Regions from separate parts of the Mus musculus genome. Here region 1 is linked to region 2. The links are chromatin contacts, called in public promoter capture Hi-C maps. All regions are on one chromosome and are shown on one strand. The core of a region is the stretch at or near the end of the contact, and the rest is flanking DNA. Distances in the headings are between cores, read along the strand shown. Region 1 overlaps Bmp3 (bone morphogenetic protein 3). Region 2 overlaps Cfap299 (cilia and flagella associated protein 299).

Region 1 (4,500 bases), core at 385-2,884, 320 kb after region 2:
CTTCCAAACATCCTGAATTCAATTCCTAGCAAGCACATGGTGTCTCGCAACTGACTGTAATGGGATTTGATTCATTCTTCTGGTGTGCATGAAAATAAATCTCTCTCACACACACACAAACACAAACACACACACGCGCACACACACACACACACACACACACACCTATATCTATTCTTATCTATATATCTATCTCTATCTCTATCTCTATCTCTGTCTCTCTATATCTACATCTACTTCTCTCTCTCTCTCTCTATCTCTATCTCTATATCTATAATTCTTTAAAAAAGAATCCAAACATAAAGTAAAGATTATGAATTCAGGGCTGTGTCACATGCCCTATCTTGTTGGAAGAATCATGAAGGACCTTCACTGCTCAGACAAAATGTGTTCAACTGGGGTGACACTTAGAATCTTGGGTGTAACCAAGATGGTGACTGTACAAAACAGAGATGTGTCCTATTTGACAGTGTGGCTTGCTTTGTGACACTGAGAAGCAGGGGTTGTAATCCAAAGCTGACCTCATGTCAGAGTACCTGATTTTAGGTAGGTCGTAGGACTTGTCCAAGTAACCTCCTTCCCTTAGCCCCATGAGATGAAGTTCTTCTGGGTAGTTTAAACAAACAAACAAAAAAAAATGTCTTGTTCCTTCCTCACTCCAATCTCCAGGCTCCAGAGACCACACAGGTGTAGATGCTCGGTCCTTTCGCTTCTGGATGCTTCCACCTCTCTCTAGTCTTTCCTGACTTGTGGCCATCGACTTCCTTGTACTTCCTTTTGCTCTTTATGAGCCCACTGTCTCTTCATAAGAACTTGACTGTGGTTCCTAGTGATGAGAAGGAATCATCCCTAGAAGTTTCCAGGGGACCACAGAGTTAAGAACCACAGAGATGAATTTAGGGAAAGACAGACGTTAGAGCATTCACAGAATTAACTAATAATGCTTGGTCCTAAGTGGAAGTCAAACAGCTTGGGATCCTGTTAATACGTAGAATCTGACACTGTGCGTGTGAAGTGGAGGCTGCAGAGGACTCTGCATCTAACAGTGCCCAAGGTTAACCTGCTGGTTCACAAGTCTGTTTGGAACAGCAAAGTAATTAGTTCCTTTTGACTTGGATGTTGGTTCCACAGGACTAAACAACAATGGCCCCTTAGATTAAGTCGATAAAACTTTCTACATGTTAATTTTTTTCTTCAACACAGGAAAGACATGAAACAGTAGAGCAGCCTACATGGAATGGGTACTCTGTAACTGTCTGCTGTTGATCTAATGAGTAGCCACTGAGGAGACCAAGTGGCATAGTAGAGTTAACTAAGCTGATGTCTAAGGAAGCTCTGTGCAGGGAAGGCAAGAGTGTCAGGAGGCAAGGAAAGTCACCAGGCAAGAAAGGTTTTGTAAAAATTTCAGCCCCTGTTCAAACATCACAAAACTGAAAAGAGAATTCCCCCTCCTCTGGGTTCAACAGCCCATGAGCTCTTCCAGGGACCTTTTTCCTGGGGTGAGAATGGAATGGAAAGAGAACCTGTTGTAGTAGCAGGACTCATCACATTAATTGACACTTGGAAAAGCAACAGGTAGCAAGGATACAGGTGGAGGTCTTTTCTCTGAGGTTGAGATTTCCCCTCCCCAAGTTGAGAGCGGAAGTTTGGTGTCGCTTTGTGTGGAACTGCTTAACATTTAACGTGTGTTAGGGGTTCCCTTTAAGCTCCAGTGACTTTGTATCTTTTGGTCAGTACAGTAACAAAGGAGGATGGGGAAAAAACTGATGTAAAGGGAATGGGGTGGTTAATAGGTACCGTTAGCAAGTGCCTGCGGTGGCATCCAGAGTGAGATATTTAACTAAAAATATAGTCTGAGCAGCAGAGGGAAATGAAGGCCTCTGGTCAGATCAGCAGAGCACACGTGGGCTGGCTGAAGTGCCAAAGAACTCTCAGACTTGAGATATACATTTTGCCTCGGGGGAAAGTTCTCCCAGGCCAGATTCCTCTGTTTAGGGGCCTCCTAGTTTTTTGGCCTCCTGGGCAAAATCCCAGCCTATATGGCAGGGTTCTTTGTCTGCAAAAGTCGACAACCTGCTCTATAATTCAGAACAGCTGTGTTCTGCCTTTCCCAAATTCCAGGCTTTGCCCTCTCGATGATTTCAATTAGATAGTCTCTGGGCCATCACACCCATGTGGGCTGGACTGGAATCGTGTAGAGGGAACCTCATGGCCCAGGTCAGGAATGAAGCTCTCAGCCGATGACACACTCTCCCCTTCTAATGTCCTGTGATCAGATTTAGCCAGAGGAAAGCATCCACAGCTTGGCAGGTGCAAGCCTGGCCCTTGTAGATTTTATTCACAGACACAACACTTTGGATCCCCCCCCCCTAATTTCCAGCTCTTACAGCCAGTCTGTTCTCCCCAAGAGGGACTCTCGGAAGGATGCCATATGATGGAAAAAAATACCGAGATAGGCAGAGCCAAGTTCTGTGCCTCTGCCTCCCTCACCACCTTAGCAGCAATGGAAAACAGAAATTTCAAATGAAAATGATTGATCCATGGTTCCTGACGGAGATCCAAGGAAACAAGAAGGGTTAGAGGAATAAAGTTAGTTCTGCGAGGAACTGTGCAAAAGCTGGGAACAGCAAAGATGTAGAATTGAGCAACACATCATTGAAGTACTTTGAAGCAAGCCCTCCCTATAAAGAGTTTCAAATTTAGTGAATGCAAAATGATAGGCTCTTTAAGGGTCTTCCAGTTGTCGTCTTGGTCAGGAAGATGAACACCATAAACACGAAATTTGACCAACCTCAGCAGAGTCGCACCTGAATGGTGGTGGAGGTGCACCCTGTCATTTAAAAGCGTGACAGGTGTGGAGAGGAGCTCAGATTTGCACTTGTGACTGGCTGGTATCAGCTCTAAGCTTAGAAGAGAGAGAGCCATGAGAAACATGATCCTAGCTGGAAAACAATAATTCTTACTGGCAGCATGCTTCGCACCAGCAAATGACAGCATGGATTACTTCTGCATGATGTGACTATTTCTGGTAAGGGTAGCTCCGTCAGAGGATTCCATAGCAAGAAAATAGGGGATACTCCCTAGTCATCTGAGAGGTCCCTGATACAAAACACCCCAGAATCAAGGGCTTGGGCCTGACTCTGGTGAGCCCACTGGAGATTACTCAGATATCCATTCCTAAACCCATCAGTTCTGACTTGGAGAGAGAGGGAGAGAGGGAGAGAGAGAGAGAGGGAGAGAGAGAGAGAGAGAGAGAGAGAGAGAGAGAGAGAGAGGAATTTTCCCCTAGGTAACACCCATGAATATTTTCCATATCTACACCAATTCACTTGCACAGAACCTTTTATTTTTGTTGATAGGAGTTATTCCTCATAAATGGGTAAAATGGAGAGTGTACTATTTCTTCTAAGTATTTCAGCCACTTAACAATATTGCTGCGGTGTCTAGATACACTATTCTAGGCACTGAGGGAGGTGTCGAGTAGCCATACCAATGGCTCAAGCACTCATTTAATTAAGGCCACTTACACTACATGACACCCAGGCATTAAACATTAACCAGAAAGAGTAACAACAGACAAACTGACTATAACTGCCTCTAACACTTTAGCAGCAAGCTATTTGAAAGGCTGAAGCTTTCTAATAGCTTTCAGTCAACAGAAGTGGAAGCCAACAATATTCATGCCAGCATGTGCCCTGCTCTGTTCCAATGCTAAAGGCACATCCTGTAAACTTCACAGACTCACGGAGGTCTTTTGCCATTATTCTTAAATATTAATTATGTGGAATAATGGGAATCACTGTGACATTTTCATAGATGTGTGAATCCTCTTTTGATCCCCACATTTTTTCTGATAATTTTCATCCAGTAAAGTAAACATATTTTAATACAGGACAAACAATATGTAAGGTACAAGTACTAGGAGCCTTTAAAACTCAAGGCGAGAATACTTCGCTTTGTAACCAATTAGAACTAATTGACCATGTAATCAGTCAAGACATTCTTCAAGTTACTAGAAAGCAAGAGTAGAAACATCACTGTAGTGTTGACAGTAGTTTTTAAAAATCATTTTACAAAAATTGAACTGTAGTGTATGGATTCTTTTCACTGAAATTAAAAGATGGAGTGATTCAAATAACATCTCCCTTCTTCTGCCAGCACTGGTCCTTTCTTTGACTTGCTTTGATTTTCTGACAGTACAACAGCTTTCCACATCACTTTCTTTTCCTTTGACCTGGACGCACCCTTAGCCCCCTAACTTCCCCCATGTTCCTGTCCTGGAGTTCTTTCCAGGCTGGATTCGAGTCCCAGTTCACGAATCCAAACGCCTCTGAGCTGTAAGAAATAAGAGTTCTAGCTGAAATAAAATTGTCCACTTGTGGCAATTCCTCTTTCCCTGTTTTGCTGTCTTTCTTTTAGCAGAGAGTCTCATGTAACCTCGGGATGAGCTTTTCTGCTCCACCCACAAAGCTGAGGCTGGCCTTTAACTCTGGAGTTAGG
Region 2 (4,935 bases), core at 1,420-3,919:
TGTCACTTGTCTTAGCATCATATCTCCAGGAGCAGCCTAAGCTGGGCAGCCTCTCTCCTATGCCTGGGCCCTGGCACACATAATCCACACTTTCTTGCTTCATCACGGTATCAGTTGCTAAACCTTAAGATTTTAGTTCCAGGTTTTTTTTTTGTTTTTTTTTTTTTTTTAATGCTTTCCAAACTAGACAAATTTGCTTTTAGTTCTTAGTGTACCAAATACTTCTCCTTAGTTATTGCAATAGATAAAAACAAACATTTGTTTCTTGTAGTGACAATCCTGGAATTTTTGTTTCTTAAAAACCACAGAACTATTCTAAGTATGTTTTTTTGTTTTGATCCCAGGTGTGGGGATGTGGGGCCTGCTCTGGGCTGTCCCCAGCAGCTGACTATGACTCACCTTGTGCTCTAGCAGAGGTGTGGTTTTGCCAGCTGCAGATAATTTTTGTGATTGTGTGACATTTAGAAATCTGGGAACTTTTCAGAGTATATATAAGTGCTAAAGCCCAGAGAGGTGGAGTTGGTGGTTATTGGTTTTTTTTGGAGTTCGGTTGTGGTTTTTTAGTAGTTGTGCTCAAAGCAAAAAAACAAAAGGAAAGAAATTAGATTCAGGGATCTCTCTTTCTCCCCTCTTTGTTCTTCTTTCTCTCCTCTCTGGTGATAGGGGGTGAAACCTGAGGTTTGGGGGTGGGGGAGGATAACGGATGGGAAAAAGAAGAACCTACAAAGTAATGAAGAGCTGCTACAGTTTCTATGAGTCGATTTTCTGTGTTGTATAGAAGAAATCTCAGATAGTTCATCCTTGTATTTCTAGTGATGATAGCCAAAAATACTACAAGGGTTCAATGCATATTTATTGAATAAATGAATCAAGAAATTGATGCTCATGGAAATTCAGAAGTTTATCATTATTTTGATAATTTGCAATTTGATAACATTCACCTTATGAAATTGAGAGAGGTATTCAGATACTTAGAATAATAATTAGAGTAACAATGTAAAGATGAAGGACACTGGCCTTTGTTTAAGATGAAGCCTTTGACATTGGCAACTCATGCTTGCCAGTTCCCCCTTAGATCCTTACTCTCTAATTTTATATATTTTTATGTATGCTGTCCTAGACAATTCTATATGTGTCTTCATAATTATCTCTGTATGCTGATGTGTAAATGCTACTTTGTTTGACAATTTGTTACTTTAAGAGTATTTTTCTGATTCTCACTGTAGGAAAATGACATAAAATTCAGATTTGAACCCCAAATCAAGTCTCCTCTTTCCTAAGAAGCAGACTGCACGTGTTGCAAAAGCCATCATTGTCACGCAGGTGGAGCCTTCTGAAATTTATCTGTTTATTGACAATGGTTTGTCTTGGTATTTTTGCTGTGTTAATAGAATGCCATGGTTGGGGAAACTAAACAATTTTTATTTGGCACAGTTCTCAAAGATGTGACTACGACATCAATGTGCCAGCACAGTGCGGGTCTTCCAGAGAATGTCTCAAATGACTGGCTTCTATTGTGTCTCCAAAGGACGGGGATTTCCTGTAAGGATACTCATTCTATCCTGGAGCCACACTCACTTTATCTAATTATCTCCCAAAGACCCTACTATCAAGAATCAACTTAGCCTTTCAATATATAAATTTTTAGAGATGCAAACACTTTATCTATAGCATGTACAGTAAACACACACACACACACATACATACATTCAGTTTTGAGAATTAGTAATGCTTTTCATATGACATAAAATATTCCATATTTCTACCTATACACTAAGTTAATCCTCTTTATGGTTTCATTGCAGTTCATTATATGGCTGTGTGATCATCTGTACAGTCACCTACTGGTGGTGACATGAAATTGGTTATAAATATATACACTTTATACTACAAGCATATAACATTGTATACATTTATATAGGAGAAATTGAACAAAGAAAATTTCATCTTTTAAATGTTGTGAGCCATGATGAAAACTCTTTTCATGGAAGTTGAATTTTCTTATTCATGAGACTAAGAACCCTGAAGAGGGAGCACCAATTTCTATGGTAATGTGGTACTCCAGGTTGGGGCCCCTAGAATTTCTGGTAACAATTTGGGGAAAATGAGAATTTAGTATTTTAATTTGGCTGTCATATAACTTGGAGGATAAAGGATTAATAGAAGCCCTAGCAGCTAGCTGGGAAGCTACTGCGTCCTGTGTTAGCTGTGAGGTTGGGGACAGGTGCTTGCTTCTGTCACTTGCATTCTTTCTCTTGTATTCTCCTTGGTCCTTATGACTCAGGGTCAAGAGCCCCTTGTGCAATTTCTCATAAGCAGTAACAGGTGAAGCTAGGACAAATGGTTCGTGCAAACATGCGCACAAAAGGTCTCCTTAGAACCTGTGTGTGCTCACTGGGGCTGGAGTTGTATTGATTTCTCTGTTAAGTGTCCAGAATTAGCTGGACCTTGACACGCATGTTTCTTTCAACTGTTTAGCTTTCATAACGCAGCTTTTGAACACACTATTTACTGAGAAGGCAGCACCCTTCCTAAACGTGGTGGCATCTTTGAACCACAAGTTAATGAAAATGGAGGACTTTAGCTGCCAAACCACAACAGTGCCTCCAGTGTCTGTCATCTTGCTTTGAGCTGGTGCAAAGGCATGTGTTTTGCATCTGTATTAGAGAGGTTAGCCTTGACATTCCTTCATCCCATGCAATATTTGTTAAATAAAAGGAAAAGAAAGGGGCAGGCATGCTTCACCCAGATGTGATATTTAGTCAGCTTGGAAATTCTTCCCCTTGCCTTTCCTGTCACAATGCAGCACTCACCAGCACTGGCCTCCTGCATCCAATTAAAATCGATGATTGCTGGTGACTTATTATTCAGATTCCTAATCAGTTAATTACAATAGACCTACTGTGCAGAACAAGAGTACTACATTGCATTCGGATGGAAGCTTTATTCTTTGTTTCATGTTTACAAAATCAATTTAATAACTGCTCTTCCACGAGCCACTGGCATTTGTAAATATTTTTAAAGGGTAAGAAAATCCCCGAATCTTTTTTCAACTGTTATGAGAAGACAAGGTCATGTGTCAAAACCTGATCGTATTTACTTTTGCAAACCCACACACATTTGTTCTTCGTGGTAGAAACCACTGTCTTCTCTCAATCCGGCTTCATCGTCTGTAGGAAAACTCCATATGGGACTTTGTTCTTCCCACCTCCTGCTTTCTTCCTTCTTATGAAACACCTCTTCTTCCTCCTGTTCCCTGTCCCCTTTTCTCATTTCTCTTCTCTCTTAAAAATGTAAATCAAGAAAAGAAAATATCTAATAAAAATAAAAATAAACAAATAAAAGTATAAATCATATTTACTTCTATTAGTCAGATAGCAACAAAAAACTTGTTGAAATTGGTCAGAGTTTATATTTTATTCTCTGATATGATACCACTAGGGTGGTTTTGAACTATATGGAATCAAAGGGAATGGTTTGAACTGACTACCTTAATTACCATTTCCTTCAAAAAAGAATCAGAATGTGTGTGTGTGTGTGTGTGTGTGTGTGTATGTATGTGTGTGTATGTGGTTGAAGAAAAATGATAAGAACAAAGTTTGCTTTCAAGGATTATGAACATTTCTTCCTAAAGTGATACTAATCATGTAATAAATTACATTGGTTACTTCTATGCAAGATTTTGGTTTCAATGTACAGTTTAGAAAGGGATAATCTTCAAGTTATGAGATAATTTATAAAATATAATTTTGAAAAGTTGAAAAATGTGTTGCAAAGCATTTTTGCATTTGTGAAGCACAGAAATATTTATTCTTGGAGAAATTAGACCATTAAATAAACTTTCTCTTTCAATTGTTGTGTACATGGTTGATCTTATCACGGTTTTTAACCAAATGGATCAACTGTATCTTTGTACTAACATATATGAAAAGAAAAATTTACTTCTGTCCATTTGCCTTTATGTAAATTTTTAAAAAACTAAATTGGTTCTATTATAAATCACTTAATCTAAACTTAATACATTTTAAGATTCTATACAGTCTAACGTATAAAATTTGTGTATAAAATTTGTAAATATTCAACTTCCTGTGAGTATGCAGATATATGTGTCTAGCTGGGCAATTTGACATATGTTTAAATATATAAATAAAGATACACATATTAATATTTTTCAAGTAGTTCTACTTGTAGAAATATATAAACAAATGTTTAGAGTCCCATAAGGGAATATGTATTTTCATATTTCATAAAGGAATATCTTTTCATTATGCTTCTGGACCTTGTACCATTTGCTACAAATTGGGAAAACCAGTAAGTATTTAGTTTACTAGTAAATGGCTGTCTTTACGTACTTTCAAAGAGCTCAGTCAAACAGTTACGTCTCAGACACATCTGTTTGGCCCATGCTTTTGTAACCATAGTTAAAAACAGAAGTAATATTTTAATAACAATCTTAAGATGATATCTTAGGAACTTAAAGATATTTAAGTATATTCTACATTTTGTATTTATAACAGAAGGCCAAATACTTTCAAATAATGAATTTGTAAGCAGTGCTATAAATCCATACTTAATGACTTCCTGAACTGTGAAATGGCTCATCATTCCTGAATCTTTGTTTCTGATGCCCATGTCATAGGCACTTACACTGAGTGATGCAGGCTTCCTGTCCATGTATACTGCTTCCTGTGGTCAGCTTGCATGCTCATCAAGAGATACTCATATTTGTATTCAATGTCTTCCTGTAATAGATGTACTTGCTACTTTTCTATTAAGTTTCATGCTTAATTATTCATATAAATGAATCAGATATATAAGGGGTTATAGATATAGATGAATAGATGGCAATAGAACACTTAAAAATGTTTTGCTAGAACTGTTATTGCACTGGGGGGCGGGGACAAAAGTCATACATATCTAGACAGTTATTATGAT

What was found. Promoter capture Hi-C pulls out the DNA fragments that hold promoters and counts their contacts.
Region 1: a promoter capture Hi-C map of embryonic stem cells shows a contact between it and region 2, with 4 times the contacts expected there. The contact joins two enhancer-like sites. A contact is called at or near these places in 12 of 39 promoter capture datasets (the 3T3-L1 cell line, 3T3-L1-derived adipocytes, cranial neural crest and 8 more), 9 of 484 Hi-C or Micro-C datasets (embryonic fibroblasts, embryonic stem cells, granulosa cells and 2 more) and 1 of 9 other capture datasets (adipose tissue).

Annotation. Positions count from the first base shown.
Region 1 is chr5:98,874,142-98,878,641 of GRCm38.p6, forward strand. The region is part of intron 2 of Bmp3 (bone morphogenetic protein 3); the gene reads left to right. It overlaps Gm42123 (a long non-coding RNA gene), which reads right to left. Exons shown (of 3, transcript XR_880455.2): 3 at 4,161-4,335. Among named protein-coding and RNA genes, the nearest start is that of Gm42123, 15 kb to the right of the region's middle. Within about 2 kb of position 1,635, at least 8 of the 459 cell types and tissues checked have an H3K27ac peak or open chromatin away from gene starts, as enhancers often do.
Region 2 is chr5:98,550,697-98,555,631 of GRCm38.p6, forward strand. The region is part of intron 3 of Cfap299 (cilia and flagella associated protein 299); the gene reads left to right. Among named protein-coding and RNA genes, the nearest start is that of Gm24279, 12 kb to the left of the region's middle. Within about 2 kb of position 2,670, at least 8 of the 459 cell types and tissues checked have an H3K27ac peak or open chromatin away from gene starts, as enhancers often do.